Regions from separate parts of the Mus musculus genome. Here regions 1 and 2 are each linked to region 3. The links are chromatin contacts, called in public Hi-C and HiChIP or PLAC-seq maps. All regions are on one chromosome and are shown on one strand. The core of a region is the stretch at or near the end of the contact, and the rest is flanking DNA. Distances in the headings are between cores, read along the strand shown. Region 1 overlaps Rtn4ip1 (reticulon 4 interacting protein 1). Region 2 holds the start of Qrsl1 (glutaminyl-tRNA synthase (glutamine-hydrolyzing)-like 1). Region 3 overlaps 1700027J07Rik (RIKEN cDNA 1700027J07 gene).

Region 1 (3,225 bases), core at 551-3,050, 150 kb before region 3:
GATTTCCTGTATAAGCCGCTGACTGTGCTGTCAGCACAAGCATCCTGGGCTCCAGGCTCTTACCACAGCTACGCAGTGGCCTCCTGCCACTGGAGACCTGGGCTAGGGGAGAGACGACTTAGCCTGGAGTCCATAGAGAGGGCAGAGGTAAGAAGGGAGGGAGAGAGCCTGATCCTCTACATTTGTGACTCTCCAAAAATGTAATGCAAGGCTAGGTGTGCATAGGCAAAGAGAAGGATACAAAGCCACCATCCATTTCCCAAAGAAGTCTGAGATCTGAAAGAATCAGTAGTCAAAACTCACAGCATCAGGCAGGCAAGATGGTTCAGTGGGTAAAAGGGCTTGACAGGAAAGTCTGACCACCTGAGAGCAACCATCGGCACCCGCAGGAGTGGGGGTAAGAGGGCAGAACAAACTCCTGAAAGGTGTTGTCTGCCTCCATGCGAGTGCTATGGAACATACATGTGTACACACATGGGGGGGGGGGGGGCGGAACCTGGGCTGCATGATGTCAAATATCTAGAACATTGTACCCAGTAGAGGTGGAAGGCCATGACATAATGGGGTCTGGTATCTGGTACTATATTAACTATTACGGAGGCTATTTCATGAAAATTCCCTGAGCGCCCACAGAAAACACTCCTGAGATAAGTGGAGGGGGTGCCTGCCGTCTATCTACCACTATCATTACATAACTACTAGTTATAGGCCCTCTATCTTCACTACGAGACAGTATAGAATTTTGCCACCTACTGCTAACCAGTGCACTGAGCCTTAGAACACACACCCTGCCTGTAATCTTAGCTACTTCATCTTTCTGTCCCTCACGCAAATCACAGAGGCTGATTATTATCATCTGTTGTGTGTTAAGAGTTATGACTATAATTTCCAAGTCAGCTGTTCCCTTTGAAATACCATTAAATATAATTTTAAAAAGTCTCTTTGAAAATCACGTTACTTCTAGAAGTGGTTTTCATCTCAAAGCTATCACTAGTGAAGAAGAGGTGACACTCTGCAGATGTTCCATCTCCTCCAAACTTCAACCCATGCGATAGCGTTAGTATTCCCAAGTGGGGAAATATGACACAGGAAGTGTCACACAGCTGAGGTGCTGGTACACACCTGGAATCCCAGCACTCGGGAGGAGGAGGCTGAGGCAGGAGAATGTAAGGTCAAGATCAGCCTGGGCAGCTCAGTGAGACTCTCTCAAACCAAATCATGTAAACAACAAAACAACTATCATACGGATTTTTAACAGTTAATTTACCCATAAAATACTTGGCCTTGACTCTTTGATTATTACCTAAATTAGTCAAATTCTCCTTCAAGTAACATCACACTTTTCTTTTACTCTACATTAGGACAGAGAAAGGACAGGCATTTTACCAAGTTTTTTTGTCTAACAGCGGTGATTTTTGACTCCTAAGGCTCTGCTTAAGAAAACGCCTCTCTGGTGGCTTGAGACGATTTCCTATGGAAGCTACAAACCAGCGGCACTACTGTTAGAAGCACCCCAGCACTAGCAGTACTCAGCCTGGAGGGATGTCTGCTTTGCACAAGGACTGGAGATAAAGGAGGACACACTTAGCAGACAGGATTAAAAGGACAGCAAATATCATGGCTGCCCGGGTTCCAACTGACAGACATGTCTCTGACCTCCTTCCTGTCAGCTTGTCTCTTCCCCATAACCCTTAATCCGAAGCAGCCTCACTTCCTAAATAAAACAGCAAAATTATCTCACAAAAGCGTGATGCTCTACAACCAGTGTCAGTTCCCAATGCTGCCACCTGAGGGAGCCCTCAAAGTGCAAACGAGCAGAGAAGCAGGCTCAAGACGGGATGGAGGCGCACCAAGGAAGTGCTGAGACACTGAGGGAGGACTTTTTTCTGGCCGCACAAACTTTAGTTTTGTGTAGGGTCAGGCAGGGCCTATTCTTTTTCCGAACAAAGCCAATCTCTAAAGGGACAGCAGGCAAAATAAAGTCTAAAGCCAGCAATAAGCTGACGTTCTGTGGCTAAGCTAACTGTATTCTATAAAGTACCTCGCAGACCTAAGGGAAGAGCACCGTGGCGCCCACCCTCACTCTGTCCCCCAGTGCTGTTCAGGAGGATTTTCTTACCTACCTTGCTGTATCACCACACTCCACATGCACACCCAACCAAAGTTAGAAAAAAGAAAAAAATGGTGAAAAAAGTGTGCTGCTTGCTATTTTATATCAATGGTCGGCAGCCTTTGAGACAGTTCATATTGTGGAGACTCCCAACCATAAAACTGTTTTCACTGCTATTTCATGACTGTAATTTTGCCACTGTTATAAATCATCATGTAAATATTTTGAAGACAGATGTTTGCCAAAGGGGTTACAACCCACAGGCTGAGAACCACTGGCTTCTATAGGAAAAAGCCCATGAACATTGTAATTCAAGATTGCCCAGGTCTTTAACACATGGCTCCTCACTTCATAGACCACAGCTTACTCTGAAAATTCTGTGGCTTGATCTAATTAATGGCAGACCTAGAAAGCACTAGAGAATAGGAATGATGACTACAATGCTATGCATTCTTCTTTGTTGTTGAGACAGAGTATTAGGTAGCCCCCGCTGGCCTCAGACCTTGCTATGGAGCCGAGGGTGGTCTTGAAGTCCTGGCCCTCCTAGCTCAGCCTCCAGAGTGGTTGGTTACAGGTATGTGCTATCATACTTGCTTTCTTAAACTCTAAAATCCTAATTCGCTCTGTCATTTCTGCCTAATGTTTGAATAAGCCAATAATGTGCTGATTTAACAGTGGCTTCTTTGGAGAGATGGCTCAGCAGATAAGAACACTTACTGCTCTTCCAGAGGACCTGAGTTCAGTTCCCAGCACCCACATCAGGTGCCTTTCAATTGCCACAACTCTACTTCAAGGAGATCAGACTTCTGGCTTCCACAAGTGCTCTCACACATGTGGCATACATTCACAGACACAAAAACTCGAGTGCACATGTGCACACACACACAACCATGAGGGAACCCGAAGGAGGAATTTACTCTCAAGTTTCTGTTCTGTCTTGGCCTGAAGAAACCTGGGCTGCAAATGTCCAGATCTCGGCACTGACTCATGTTGTGCTTTTTAACACAGGTGTAATAGGCTTTCCTGGCTCCCCGTGAGATTAAAATACTCCTAGTAGATCCCAATAAAAACGATGAAGTCTGGCTATGTTTTCTACAGGTAAAAACAATGACCTT
Region 2 (3,483 bases), core at 459-2,958, 140 kb before region 3:
AGAACCACAGTATAGAATATAAGAATACATTTAAGGAATGCTCTCCCCAAGCTGTTCAATATGACCCAGCAAGAGAAATTAGGATAACATTATCCCAGCTTCAGCGGGTGTATAACAAGAAAACACATTTAAGCTGGAGGTGGGGAGTGGGGAATGGGGATATGAGAAATGACGAGGATGCTGTGCCCCTATCAGGAGTTCTGCTCTGTTGCTTGGTACACTGGGCCTATAACAGAAGCTGTGAACCGTGGGACAGCAAGAAGGATACAGGAATTACATAGACCCAGACTCTGAACTGATGGGGAAACATAGCCAAACTCTGGAGCCTGTGCTGGACCCTAAAATTACCACAGAGCAAATTAACTGTAGATATCACTTCTCGGTCCCAACTCATATGTGAAAGGAAACAAACACATTTAATAAAAGATTAAAGTATACCTTAGCAGTTGTGACAACAAAACGTCGTAAATATTTGCAGGGATAGTATCAGAAACCAGATGGCTCTGCCTATAGTGGTGCTTGCTACCAAGCCTGGTGGTCAGTTTAATGCCCGGAGCCTACCTGGTAGAAGGAAGAAACTCACTCCCACAAGATGTCCTTTGACCTCCACTTGGGCCCTGTTCCACACACCCAAACACAAAATAAATACATGTAATAAGAAACCTAAATGACTCCCTCACGCCAACCTAAATGTAGTCTATTAACTAGGTGTGGTCTACACCTGCTAAATCCCAGGCCTGGAGAGGCAGAGCAGGAGGGCGGCAGAGTGGAGACTAGTCAGTGGTATACAATGAATTGGAGGCCAGCCTGGGCTAGACAACGACCCCTTGTTTCAAAAGAAAAACAACAAAACACCTGTGTGCCCAGTGAATTTTGATTTAAAACCAAACAAACCCGGACAACTTACTTCTCATATTAACATCTATAGGATTTACACTGGCAGCGTGGACTTTGATAATGACTTCATTTGGATAGTGTATGATAGGTAACATCATGTTCTGGGTGAATCGAAGGACTTCATTCTTTCCATATTTATCTATCACCCAAGCGGGCATGACAGTGCTCCTCGCAGACGTAGTACTAATGCCTCTAAATGGTGGCTTTGGGATAACTGTCCTTCTCCAGAAGCAGGCGGCGGCACAAGCACTTCTTCTAAGTACACAGGTCTTCAAAACGCCCATCCTGAGCAGGGATGGAGAACGTTTCCTCGAAAAAAAGAAAAGAAAAAAAGAAAAAGAAAAAAGAAAGGAGGAGCGGGGGTGGGGGGTGCGACGGTGGAGAGAAAGGACCTGAAGCAGGTCAAACTAACACATTTCAATTCAGCCAAAATCTGCCAAACCCACAGGTCAATTAAGCGAGGGGGAGCTTTCAGAAGCAAACTCAACCTAAAGCCGCGACGGAATTAAAATAGAATTGCTACTGTGCTCCCCACGTCAGAAATGTCCCAGTTGGCGTCCAGTCAGTACACTGGCCATTCCTTCCTTACGCTCTCCTTCCCCTTAAGGAAAAAAAAGCAAGCAAGCAGGGAGTCCTCAGAGGGACAAGCAAACAAGGCTAGCAATTCCTAGGTCAGGCGGATTCCTGACACGACCCCGGCCGCGGTCTCCTTGCCTGTCCGCGCGCCTCCGGTCGCCGGCGCGCGAGCCAATCGTGTGCAGAGATCATTTCCGCCGCCCGGAACTCGACCAATCCAGGCGCTCGTTGTTAAAGAGGAGCCAAGATGTCTGCGCCCATGTAACGCCGGTGGCAGAGATTGACTCCTTCCTCTGTTCCGGGACCCGGTGCTACCGGCTGACTCCGAGGGCTATGCTGGGCCGGACTCTCCGAGAAGTGAGTGGACATGGCCAGGAGGGGACCAGGGAGGGCTGAGACACTGGAGGACTCGGAAGTTCAAGGTCGCCCCGGGTCACGCCGCACGGCACGCCCCCCCCCCCCGACCGCCTACATTCCTGAGTGGGAAGTGGGATTCGAACCTAAGCTCTTACCGTACACGCTGAGTCAATCCCCTAGAGTCAGAACGTCAAAAAGTTTGAACCCCTGAGCCGTGGAGTGGAACGACAGTCAACCCGCGCGATTAGGGAGAGGTTTCTCAGACAAGCCATCTCAGTCCCGTCGCTGCTGTGCTCGCTTAGGGACGGGGCGGTTTTGTAGCATGCACATTTGAAACAAACAAAAAAATTGGTGGCTTAAAAAAAAAAACAAAAAAAAACTAGGATTTCTACCACATCGTGTTTGAACATCTACTTAAGCTGTAGGTCGCAACCACAAATGTAGGAGAAAATGTGACAGCAGTTTTGAAAGGGAAGGAGGAGTGTTCCTGAGACAGTGGGCAAAGTTAATTCAAAAATCAAACTGTGAGTTGTGAGTTCAAGGTGTTTCTGACCGCACCCAGCGGTGCTTCCTCACGACTCTCTGCAGCAGGGTATGTGTGCACTGCCCAGCAAATGCTGCCGGAAACATCTCAACTCAGAATCGAGAGTATTGTTTATTAAGATTTAACATATGAGCAACTTTTCTAAACTTGTAGAAACATAATTATTTAATTTCAGAAAGCAAAACCTTTTAATATTTTACTAAATCGTTTTTCAGCTTGTCATACCCTAAGTGTGAAATGCGTGCATCTTTGGGATTTGTTGCTTTAAGGTGCTTGATTCTAAAAATGGCTGAGTTATTGACTTGAGTCTCATTCAAAAATCACTAAATAAGTTTTGATGTGAGATTATTCAGCTTTTTCCCAATATGGCGCTAAACATGCTCCTACAATTTTGTACAACATATTTATGCAAAGTGGTGTTCTCAGCACTGATATATCAAATCAAAATATTGGTAAACTGAAAAAAAATGAAAAACGTTGAGGAAACCTACAGCCAGGATTTAATTCTTTATTTAAAAATAAGCAAGTCTATGCATTTATTGGTATGCAGGTTTACTTTCATCTTTAATAGTAGAATTATGTACACCAAATAATTTTGTAAATATCTATATTTATTTATTTATTTATCTATTGTATATGGGTCTTTTGACTGCATGTATGTCTGCACACCAGAAGAGTGTATCAGATCCCATGTCACTACAGTCTTAAGTGGTTGAGAGCTGCCTTATGGGTGCTGGGATTTGAACTCAGGGCCTGTGGAAGAGCAGCCAGTGCTCTTAGCTGCTGAGGCACTACTCTAGACTCCATAGAATGGTTCTAAAATCAAATCCTTTATGATTTAGCAATTAATGCCTTGTATACCTACTTTGTATCTCAGTATACCTGTGCTTTGCAAAGCTTGTCTAGCACAAAAGGATTGTGAGTAGAAAAAGCTTCAGAAGCCCTGCCCAGGCTCGTATCTGTGAGGGCCTTCTGGAGGGCTCTTCCAAATGCCCAGAACACTCTAAACAAAGCAGAGGTGTCATTGCCCAAGCCAGAACAAAACCGGGAAGCACACCGTTACCCGTGGGTCTGTACACTGCCCTTCACTCTCCCTGTCCATCAACTCA
Region 3 (3,164 bases), core at 596-3,095:
AGCATATCCTTAATAAATGTTTGTTGACCTATGTTGCCTCTGGGAAATGATATGGAAGAGGGTGGCTGTCTCTTGTGATATCAATCAGCAAAGACACAGACATTCTAGCTTTCTTTAATCTGATTTACCGTCCCCAGGGCCTTGTGAATTGCCGTACCTCTGCTGAGTTGAACAAAAGTTCAATGCTTGTTCAATGCCTTCGGATGGTGGGCTAGAAGGGGGGGGGGGCATGTCGAAGCATTTGAGAACCATTATTAAAAGTGGGTTTTGAAAAACTCTAAGCCTACAGATGAGTACAGTGCCATGGACCACCCCAGCTGGGTATGGGGGTCCCTGGAATGTGGGTTCTCGAGGCCAGGTAGGTAAGGAATCGGCAGTGACAAACAGAAACAAACACAGATGCAGTTTGAATCTGAGTGTATTTTGCAGCTCTCAAGCAGAGGATTTTATACATTAAAAAAAAAAACATTACATCTCTTAGAAACTATATCCAGTGAAACAATCACAAATACCAATAAAATTCATTTGACACAGTAAAGCAAAAAAATCATCCAAGCATTACAACTCTGAAACTATGTATTCAGTGAATCACAAACAAAACAGGTAACATCATTATTAATATAAGTCATCAAAATATAACAATTTTAAAAGGATGTATTCAATGGGGGCAATTGTCCAAGGCTAGTGGCATATTTACAGGAGCAGATTAATAAATCTTTATGGTCAGTGCTCTTAACTGCTGAGCTAACTCTCCAGCCCCATATAGTCAGTTATTATTTAACATCTAATGCCTGATTTTTTAAATAAATCTTCAATGCATAAATTTAAACTATTTTAATTCTTCCTAATTAAGGCTTTCTTTACCATACCAAAAACTCACCTCTGATGACACATGTGTAGCCATATGAAATTTTATTGTTGGGAAAGTTTTTATAATCATAGTTTTGTAAATGATTTAGAAAGTAAAGCGTTGGTTTCCCTGGGGATAAGGTCATGTTAGTGTCCCCATCTCTAGGGATGGTTTCTTACCCATTATTCTTGCTTAAGATCTTGGCCTAGGCTACCTGGAACATGAAAATAAGAAAAAGGAATATGAGAAAACAAAAGAAATCGATTGTCATAAGAACTATGGCTCAATAATTTTTCTCCAGTGAAGAGTTCCACAACCAGTTCCAGGAGACTCCCCCTTTTGAGGTCAGTCGCCTCAGTCTGTGGAACTTGTCACACAGATCCTACTGGAGGTGGTGTGGCAGTACAGAAATAGGCAGCTACTAGGGTTAACTAGTTCTTTCCTTCTGTCATGTAGCTATTCCTGACTGTCTGTCAGCCTCTCACCTGCCTCACAGGTTCCAAGCAAAACCAGCAAGTATGGCGATGTCCATCTGTGACAGGAAAAGGACAGTTTCTTAGGAGCAAGCGGCCCTGCTGAGAGTCTCGGTGAAGATCCTTTTCCTCCACAACCAATGGTCACTCCTACCAGTCGTGGGCAGTGGGTGGAGCCTCGGTGATTGACTGGCCTCATCCATTGGGCTTTACATTGAGCTGGGATCACATTACCCATGCCATGAGTAGAGGATCCCTTAGGGAGGCCACTAGCAGAGTCAGCTCCAGAAGGGCTGGAGGGAAGCCATTAGGATAAGCTTCATAAACAAGAATGCAAAATAGAATGTAAGAATAAACATGTGTAATGTGCTCTATTGGCCTCGGCTTGTCTTTATGTTGCAAAGCCAAAAACTTCACAGTATCTGGTGTCTGCAGGTCACCGTGAGATTAGCCTGGTCTAGAATTTAGAAGTGAAGCACACAGTTGTGTTGGGTGAAAGAGGAGAGACAGCTTATGAAGAGCCTTGCTGAGCAAAGCGGGGTTCCTCAAACTAAAGGAAACCTGGCTGCCTCTGTGGGTTCCTGATAGGGACGTGTGGAGGAAGAGCGGTATTGGGGAAAAGGCTTGGCCGAATTGATCCAGCAATGATAATAGTTCAGAAAGTTCAAATTCATGTAAATGCTCTTTATTTTGATGGCAAGCCTAAGGCACAGAACCTGGAGGGAAGCAGTTTTTTCTTTAAATCTGTATTAAGGAAGGCTGGCCTACCCAGGACTGAGACCTGCAATAGAGAATTAGCACATACATTCCAGATTATTCCAGCGGAACATAGAGTCTATTTGAACTTTGCTAAAGCAATGTGAAATATTTTTTTTCCTTTCTGGTGAGTCTGGGTTTCCAAAGGGCCAGGAAAAAAACAAATAATTTTCTCCACCCAGCACAAATAAGGTTCCCAATGCTCACTGTAGCTCACTTCAGGAAGTACGCCCTGGCCCTCCCTTTCCTCTTGCTTTTTAAACTGCTTTATCACAATCTGTCCCTGGCAGGACCTTTTGGCCTCCAGGCAACCCAGAGAACTGCTAAGCCCCATGGGAAGCACAGATGCCCTGGGCCTCTCTCAGTTCCTTCCTCTTCAGTCTTAGTTTATGGCCCATTAGCCCACTAGGATTCAATGTAGGGCTAAATTCCCCACATCCTGCCACCCTCTGGGATGGGTCTTCCAGGGCAGAAGCCTCATTTGAAAGCAATTGTACCAATTTTGTAGATGCAAAAACACATACATTAAGGATTTACCTAGACTGTATGGTGGCAAGTGGGTTGGGTGTGGGTTCACCAATAATTCAATTGCTGCATAAGATACAGAGCAGAGAGGCCAGGTATGGTGGGACCAGCCTGTTAATCCCAGAATTTTAGAGACTAAAACAAGATGATAACAAATTGGAGACCAACCTGGGGTAGATAGCAAGTTCCAGGTCAGCCTAGACTGCCTAGTGATACCACGTCCAAAGAAGCCAGAAGAACATAGCAGAAAGAGAAGCAATCTGGAGTTCTCACCAGCTGTTGGAAACACATATTCTTACAGTAATCCTCCAGTTTGCCTCTTCTGCCCTAGTGCCGTTGTGAGCTGTAGACAGCAATGGCTCCTTCTTGCTCCCATTGAGCTGGTAGGGGGTTCCAAGTCATCGGTGAGTCAGTCCCACTAGTGCAGAGGGCTGGAGTACAGATAAAGGAAGCATCAATGGTCCAGCCTGGGGAGTGAAGGGCACGGCTCACAAGCCCCTGCTCCCAGCTGAAGGGCTATGGGACAGTTGATAGCTTCTGAGAAGAACTCAGGTTTTTGT

What was found. Hi-C and Micro-C count contacts between places; a contact is called where the count stands out from the background. HiChIP or PLAC-seq counts read pairs in DNA pulled down with a chosen protein or histone mark.
Region 1: a contact with region 3 is called in a Hi-C map of pro-B cells, with 3 times the contacts expected there. The contact joins two enhancer-like sites. A contact is called at or near these places in 2 of 39 promoter capture datasets (the C10 cell line and pre-B cells), 1 of 15 datasets of contacts at CTCF or cohesin (large pre-B cells), 13 of 484 Hi-C or Micro-C datasets (B cells, bone marrow, bone marrow-derived macrophages and 8 more), 5 of 115 datasets of contacts at active chromatin or transcription factors (the HPC-7 cell line, the SCID.adh cell line, acute myeloid leukemia and 2 more) and 2 of 9 other capture datasets (liver and pancreatic islet).
Region 2: an H3K27ac HiChIP or PLAC-seq map of the HPC-7 cell line shows a contact between it and region 3, with 7 times the contacts expected there. The contact joins the promoter of Qrsl1 here to the enhancer-like site in region 3. A contact is called at or near these places in 1 of 39 promoter capture datasets (the C10 cell line), 6 of 484 Hi-C or Micro-C datasets (the C10 cell line, bone marrow-derived macrophages, granulocyte-monocyte progenitors and 3 more), 6 of 115 datasets of contacts at active chromatin or transcription factors (the HPC-7 cell line, the SCID.adh cell line, acute myeloid leukemia and 3 more) and 3 of 9 other capture datasets (adipose tissue, liver and pancreatic islet).

Annotation. Positions count from the first base shown.
Region 1 is chr10:43,917,731-43,920,955 of GRCm38.p6, reverse strand. All of the region lies in intron 4 of Rtn4ip1 (reticulon 4 interacting protein 1), which reads right to left. Among named protein-coding and RNA genes, the nearest start is that of Rtn4ip1, 18 kb to the right of the region's middle. Within about 2 kb of position 1,800, at least 20 of the 459 cell types and tissues checked have an H3K27ac peak or open chromatin away from gene starts, as enhancers often do. A contact at or near this core is called in B cells, pre-B cells and pro-B cells, where this site is marked.
Region 2 is chr10:43,899,961-43,903,443 of GRCm38.p6, reverse strand. Qrsl1 (glutaminyl-tRNA synthase (glutamine-hydrolyzing)-like 1) reads left to right here and starts at 1,708. Exons shown (of 11, transcript NM_001081054.2): 1 at 1,708-1,830. The coding sequence starts at 1,807. It overlaps Rtn4ip1 (reticulon 4 interacting protein 1), which reads right to left and starts at 1,637. Exons shown (of 9, transcript NM_130892.5): 1 at 908-1,637. The coding sequence starts at 1,181.
Region 3 is chr10:43,764,667-43,767,830 of GRCm38.p6, reverse strand. It overlaps 1700027J07Rik (RIKEN cDNA 1700027J07 gene), which reads right to left. Exons shown (of 4, transcript NR_040581.2): 3 at 2,773-3,035; 4 at 1,995-2,104. Among named protein-coding and RNA genes, the nearest start is that of 1700027J07Rik, 20 kb to the right of the region's middle. Within about 2 kb of position 1,845, at least 38 of the 459 cell types and tissues checked have an H3K27ac peak or open chromatin away from gene starts, as enhancers often do. A contact at or near this core is called in B cells, the HPC-7 cell line, the SCID.adh cell line and 4 more, where this site is marked.